2 separate regions of the Mus musculus genome follow, and region 2 is linked to region 1. A link is a contact called in public Hi-C data. All regions are on one chromosome and are shown on one strand. The core of a region is the stretch at or near the end of the contact, and the rest is flanking DNA. Distances in the headings are between cores, read along the strand shown.

Region 1 (3,323 bases), core at 430-2,929:
GTTATATGTTCACGTGCGTGCTTATAGGTTCGTGTGTGTGTGTGTGTGTGTGTGTGTGTGTGTGAGTGTGTGTGTACATAAGTGGAGGCCAGAGTTTGACACCGGTCATCTTCCTCAATCATTTGCTAACTGGAGTCACAGTCAGTTGTGAGTCACCTGACCTGGGTTCTGGCAACCAAACTCAGGTGCCCTAGGAGAGCAAAGAGTACTCTTAATAGCTGAGCCATCTCTCCACCTCCAATGCCAGGTTTTATTAAGGTTCTGGGAGTAAGACTTGGTCCTTATATTTGTGTGGCAGGCACCTTACTTACTGAACTGTCTCTCAAGCCCCTGATACAGGCCTACTTTTATTCCCATTTTACACACATGAGGAAATGAGTTCAGAGAGACGTAAAACCAAGCTGCCAGTAAATGGCAAAAATGAAATTTAATTGCAGAGCTTACAGTCTTGATGCCTGTTCCCTATGGCTTTATGACTACAGAGAGTAAATATCATAAAAACGGGGCAACCTGGCTTGGTTTTAAAAATTTGTCTTGATACAGTAAACACACTTTTAAATATATCTTTCCATAGTTCCTTTAAATAGAGACCTTCACTATTCTGCATATATTTCCTAGATCATACTTTTCTTCATGGCATCATGATACTGTGAAATTAGATGATTCTTCATCAACCATAGAACAACCTAGCAACCACTAGACAGGTAGTAGATTCTCACCATACTTCCATATGATAAAAAAGGGGGAGGCGGAATTATTATTCCCATTATTCTCAGGGAATCTTTATCAGTCACTATATTCTCAGGAAAACTGAAAACAGGAAGAGGATTAATTTAGCAATATTGGACAAGATGTTGGAAGACGTAGAAGGACATAAAGAGAAGGAAGGGCATTCCCCAGAGGGCAAAAGCTGTCATGATCCCTGGGCCAGAGCCACTGAGTGTCTGAAATCCCTGCACTCTGAGAGTCAAGAATGATGTTGGCTTCCTGGTTCTTTAATTCTATGGAGTGGGAAGGAGCATGCCTCCTTGTCCTCTTGCATCTGCCCATCTTCCCCTGGAATGTTAGAGGTGATGTAAAGGAAACTAGATAGGATAGAGTAGAGCGGAGAGTCATAGCTCTTTTCTTACCTGGAGTCAGAGGGACTCAGGGATTTTCCAGGTAGTCAGGTATGACATTCACAAGTCCCCAGGATTGCCCTTTTTTCTGAGGCCAGCTAAAAGTTAATAGGGTTCCAAGAACACAAAGCTGGCATGCAGTTATGGTTTATTATGCACAAAGTACAGAGGAACACGGATGGAATCCCTAGACTTCCAAATGCAAGGTCTTTCCAGTTGAGGTACAAATGGTACCGATTCCTCCCTACAATGTGTGATAATCTGTGTGAGTACTGCCAACTGGGAAAGCTTGCCTGAACAGTGGTGACTTTGTAAGGGAGCACGGTCTCAGATAATAGCTACCTACATGCATAGCTAACTTTAGCTGCCACACACTACAGAGGTTAATCTGATGATTCATAATCCAAAGCTCTCACTGAATTATATTGTTAGTGATGATTTTCTGGTTCAAAGTCCTCTAGTAAGCAAATAAATGAATATTAGGCAGGACATATGCCAAAGACTAGAGGACAAAGCCCAGGTCATTCTTTAGTGAACATTAATATTCTACTGTGAACTAAGTCTTGTTTTCCAGAAATCACTGCTCTATTTGCGTATTTGATCTTGAAAGCCATTTAACTGAATACCCTGTGGTGTTTGTTCTCTGTCGTTGTTGTAAGTAAATACCTAAGAGAAGTGACTGGGGAAGAGGAAATTTTTGTTTTCATTCTTCAATTCAGGAATTTTACATTTTGACCAGCTGCTCATTTGCTCTCTGGCCTGTGTGTGTCTCAATGTCATAGCGTGGTGGAGAGGACATACTCACCTTGTGGCCTCTGGGAATCAAGAGGAGATGGAAGTAGGAGCTGGGTTGCAAGGTTTTCAAGAGAATACTGAAAACAGCCTAACTTCCTTCCATTAAACCTCACCTTCTTCCAGTAGAGGATCAGGCCCTCAACACAAAAGCATCTGTAGAGTGTTTAAGGTCTAAACAATCAAGAACCTAAACAATAACATCCAAAGCCTTCAAGGGAATTAAAAAAATATTTATAGGTCATAAAATAGTCATTCCATATATGTTCTAGCTATTCCTGGTTGTCAACTTGACTATATCTGGAATGAACTACAATCCAGAATTGGAAGGCTCACCTGTGATCCAGATCTTGAGGCTGGAAGACACAAGTTTTTGACCTGGATCTTGGCATGGAGATCTTGAGGCATAGTGGCTATGAATCCCAGGAGACTAAGGCAAGGAGATCTCTGAGTTCAAGGTCATCTGGGACAAAGCAAGTACCAGATCCAGGTGTGGTGGTACATACCTTTAATCTGGGCCACATGCTCTACTGGAGACCTACATGAGGACATTGGAAGAAGGAATATCACTCTCCTTTGCCTGCTTGCCTTGATCTTTTTGAAACTATTAGATCCTTGGACTTCCATTCACAGCTGCTGCTGACTATTGTTGGGGAGTTGAACTACAGACTATAAGTCATCAACAAATTCCCTTACTATGTAGAGACTACCCATAAGTTCTGTGACTCTAGAGAACCCTGACAAATACTATATATAAGTGGATTTTCACTTATTATATCTTATACAACCCTTAGTAATATTTAAATTTTACAGACATTCAGATTTTTCCCATTTAATCATAACCTCTCCTATTGATTTAAATTAATTATGCAGCAAAAGCATAATTTAGAAACAAATTAATTCAAGAACAGATTACATAGTAATTTTAGATCTAAAATTTATTAAGATCTGAATTAAAATTTAAAGCTCATTGTCACAGCACAAATGAATAGTATGCTGCAATAGTAATGTTGTAATTCTTGCCTTTATTGCATTAAAAGTGAAATTGATTTATGATGGTATCCATGTTTTGTTTCTATTATGGATTAGATATTTTAAGCTTCTAAACATAGATATTTCCATTCAAAAATATATGAGATAAGAGTAGTATGTACTCAATAGCAAAAAAAAAAAATCAAATTAAACCTTATTGGCCCACTTTTCTTCCTTTTAATATCAGATTCTTTTAATGGTTTTAGAGGGATTTTGTTGCATTAAATAACGCATTTATTGATACAAATTGATATAAAACATGGATCTCCAACAATCTTCTTGACGTAGATTTGTGTATTTGTTATTTTTGCTTAATAAGATGTTGCACTCTAGTGTCTTGATTCTTTTAATAGTAATACTCTTGGAAAATAATAAAATAAT
Region 2 (3,160 bases), core at 5-2,504, 70 kb after region 1:
GCTGGAAACCCTGGGTTCAAACTCTAGAACTGAGGAAAAAAATCACTCTAGCCATAGGGATCTTTCAGGACTTTGCAAGTAGAGGATTGTTCCTTGCAGGCAAACTCACCTCCTTTATAGCCGGGGTGATAAGGGGCATGCCTAAAAGCTGACAGGTCCCAGGCACTACTCAGCTCTCTTAAGCAGATAAACAAAATGATCGATTATCTAATGACAAATGGAGAAGAGTTTTCTGAAGACAGTTACAATGGAAGGATAGCTTGTTTGCTTGCAAATTGAGTCTAATTTGTGTTGCCCTTATTATCGTGGTATGGAGCCAACTGCTGGAGCTTTGGCAAGCTATCAGTGACCACACCCTCGATGAAAGTGACTGTCCTTTTCAACCAGTTGTTGCCTGTCGGTGTTCCTCAGATAAAGTGATTAAGCAACTGGAAAGGAGTGGTAGAGGTGATCTCTGCGGTCTTGACAGGTTTCACGGCTTTGATAAATTCGGAGATTACTTGAGTATAGATATGATCTCAAACCAACTTCCTCTCAATGGAAACAAGCCCACACTGAACCCTGCAATAGCGAAAATGTGTCTGATAATACGGTCATTTCTTTGAATCCACAGAATACGGGGAATGTCGGATTCAAGATGTAGCATGTTGCATTCGGCTGTGGCGCTAAATGGGATAGTACAGACTTAAGACATCTTGCATGGCCTCCAACCCCCAGCCACCCACAACAGGCCTGAGATGTGCTGGCTCAAACCAGGGGAGCTGAAAACTAGGCTTCGGTTGACCTAGTACAAATAGTCCCCAATAACTAACTTATCAAATGGATTAAAAGGTTCTTTGCTTTTCCCCCATCTGCCTTTTATAACTACCCTCTTGTTCTAAGCTCCTTGGACACCCAGGTCCTTAAATTCTGCCGGCTCTATAGAGGTGTGGATGTATGGCGCATGGGAAGGATGAGCAAGAAAGCCAGCTAAATCCTATGCTTAGGGATGAATAAGAAATCCTTAGAGGCCAGGACCAACAAAGAACCTGATGCAGGAGAAACCAACCCGGAGACCCCGGAGTCCCACATCAGCTTTGAGGACCGCATCTGGTGCGCCTGGCGCAGGGCGAAGTCCACGTCGCCGGCCCCACTGTAGCTGGACCCCCCAAACCCCAAAGCCTGCGCTTACTTGCAACTCCCGCCCCAGGGGCGGTGCCGGGAACAAGCGGCGCCTCCGCCGGTCACGTGGGGGCCGCTCCACCGGGCGGCGCTGTAGCTTCCCGATCGCGCTCTCCAAGCGCCGGGGACGCGGCGCTCGCGCTCCCGCCCGAGCCGCGGGGAAACGGAGACAAGGAGACGCCTTCACCTCCGGCTCCCCGGCCCTGCGCCCGCAGCATGCCCGCCGCGGAGCCGAGCGCCGCCCTCCTCCTGCAGCTCGCGGAGGTGACGCCGCCGGCCTCCGGACCGCCGCTGCGAGGGTAGCGGGGCTGGAGTCGGCTACCGAGGCTCGGCGAGGCGGGCGGAGCTGGAGGAGGAGCAGGCATCCTCCGCGGCGCGGCGGGCGGCGGCCCTGCTGCCCGGCGCGCCCATGGCCCAGGAGCACGGAGAATGCGAGCCGCGCTGCGCGGCCGCAGCCCAGCTCCGAGCCGCTTGCCCGGAGCCCCTCAAACCTGCCTGCGTCGCTGCCGCCCGCCACCGGCTGCGCTAGGACCCACGGCCGCCGGCCGCGCAGGGGTGGTGGCCCGGGAGCAGCGGGAGCTAGAGGGCCCGGGGGCTGGGCGCCCGCCGGAGTCCAGCGCGGCATGCAGCTGCGGGCTCCGGTACCGGCGTGAGGGTTGTCGGCGCGGGGCCCCGCCATGGCTGGCCAGGACAGTGGCAACCTGAAGACGGTGAGGCTGTGGCGGGACGCCGCCCTGAGAGCCAGGAAGCTGCGGAGCAACCTGCGCCAGCTCACGCTCAGCTGCCCAGGGGCCGGAGGCGACCCACTGGAGTCCCCCGACGCCCCCCAGCTGGTGCTGCCGGCCAACATCGGGGACATTGAGGTGCTGAACCTGGGGAACAACGGCCTCGAGGATGTGCCTGAAGGTCTGGGGTCAGCTCTGGGCAGCCTTCGCGTCTTGGTCTTGCGCAGGAACCGTTTTGCCCGGCTGCCCCCTGCGGTGGCGGAGCTAGGCCACCACCTTACCGAACTGGACGTCAGCCACAACCGGTTGACCATCCTGGGAGCCGAGGTGGTGAGCGCCCTGAGGGAGCTGCGCAAACTCAACCTGAGCCACAACCAGTTGCCAGCCCTGCCTGCCCAGCTGGGTGCCCTCGCCCACCTGGAGGAGCTGGATGTCAGCTTCAACCGGCTGGCGCATCTGCCAGATTCCTTCTCCTGCCTCAACCACCTTCGGACCCTTGACGTGGACCACAACCAGCTCACCGCCTTTCCCCAGCAGCTGCTGCAGCTGGCTGCCCTGGAGGAGCTCGACGTCTCCAGCAACCGGCTGCGAGGCCTACCTGAGGATATCAGTGCCCTGCGTGCCCTCAAGATCCTCTGGCTTAGCGGGGCCGAGCTTGGCACGCTGCCCAGAGGCTTCTGCGAGCTGGCCAGTTTGGAGAGCCTCATGTTAGATAACAACGGGCTCCAGGCTCTGCCCGACGAGTTCAGCCGTCTGCAGAGGCTCAAAATGCTCAACCTCTCTTCCAACCTCTTCGAGGAGTTCCCTGCTGCGCTGCTGCCCCTGGCTGGTCTGGAGGAGCTCTATCTTAGTCGCAATCAGCTCACCTCAGTGCCCTCTCTTATCGCCGGGCTGGGTCGGCTTCTCACCTTGTGGCTGGATAATAACCGCATCCGGTACCTGCCAGACTCCATTGTGGAGCTGACTGGCCTGGAGGAGCTGGTGCTCCAGGGCAACCAGATCGCTGTGCTGCCGGACAACTTTGGCCAGCTCTCCCGGGTAGGCTTGTGGAAAATCAAGGACAACCCACTGATTCAGCCCCCTTACGAAGTCTGCATGAAGGGGATCCCTTACATCGCAGCCTACCAGAAGGAACTGGCGCATTCGCAGCCAGCCGTGCAGCCCCGGCTCAAGCTGCTCCTGATGGGCCACAAGGCTGCAGGAAAGACCCTGCTTCGACATTGCCTCACCGAGGACAAAGTGGAGGGAGGGCAAGGTGGAGGGGACAAGGAGAA

Evidence for each region. A called contact is a pair of places that touch in the nucleus more often than the background predicts.
Region 2: a contact with region 1 is called in a Hi-C map of liver, with 4 times the contacts expected there. The contact joins the promoter of Mfhas1 here to the enhancer-like site in region 1. A contact is called at or near these places in 9 of 39 promoter capture datasets (the 3T3-L1 cell line, fetal liver, hippocampal neurons and 4 more), 1 of 15 datasets of contacts at CTCF or cohesin (the NIH/3T3 cell line), 29 of 484 Hi-C or Micro-C datasets (the 3T3-L1 cell line, 3T3-L1-derived adipocytes, B cells and 19 more), 5 of 115 datasets of contacts at active chromatin or transcription factors (bone marrow-derived macrophages, embryonic stem cells, fetal liver and 2 more) and 2 of 9 other capture datasets (adipose tissue and macrophages).

Annotation. Positions count from the first base shown.
Region 1 is chr8:35,515,977-35,519,299 of GRCm38.p6, forward strand. Gm39162 (a long non-coding RNA gene) reads right to left here. Exons shown (of 4, transcript XR_870345.1): 4 at 2,420-2,448. Among named protein-coding and RNA genes, the nearest start is that of Gm39162, 18 kb to the right of the region's middle. Within about 2 kb of position 1,680, at least 7 of the 459 cell types and tissues checked have an H3K27ac peak or open chromatin away from gene starts, as enhancers often do. A contact at or near this core is called in hepatocytes, kidney and liver, where this site is marked.
Region 2 is chr8:35,586,535-35,589,694 of GRCm38.p6, forward strand. It overlaps Mfhas1 (malignant fibrous histiocytoma amplified sequence 1), which reads left to right and starts at 1,255. Exons shown (of 3, transcript NM_001081279.2): 1 at 1,255-3,160. The coding sequence starts at 1,839. Gm16793 (predicted gene, 16793) reads right to left here and starts at 2,486. Exons shown (of 3, transcript NR_040376.1): 1 at 2,304-2,486.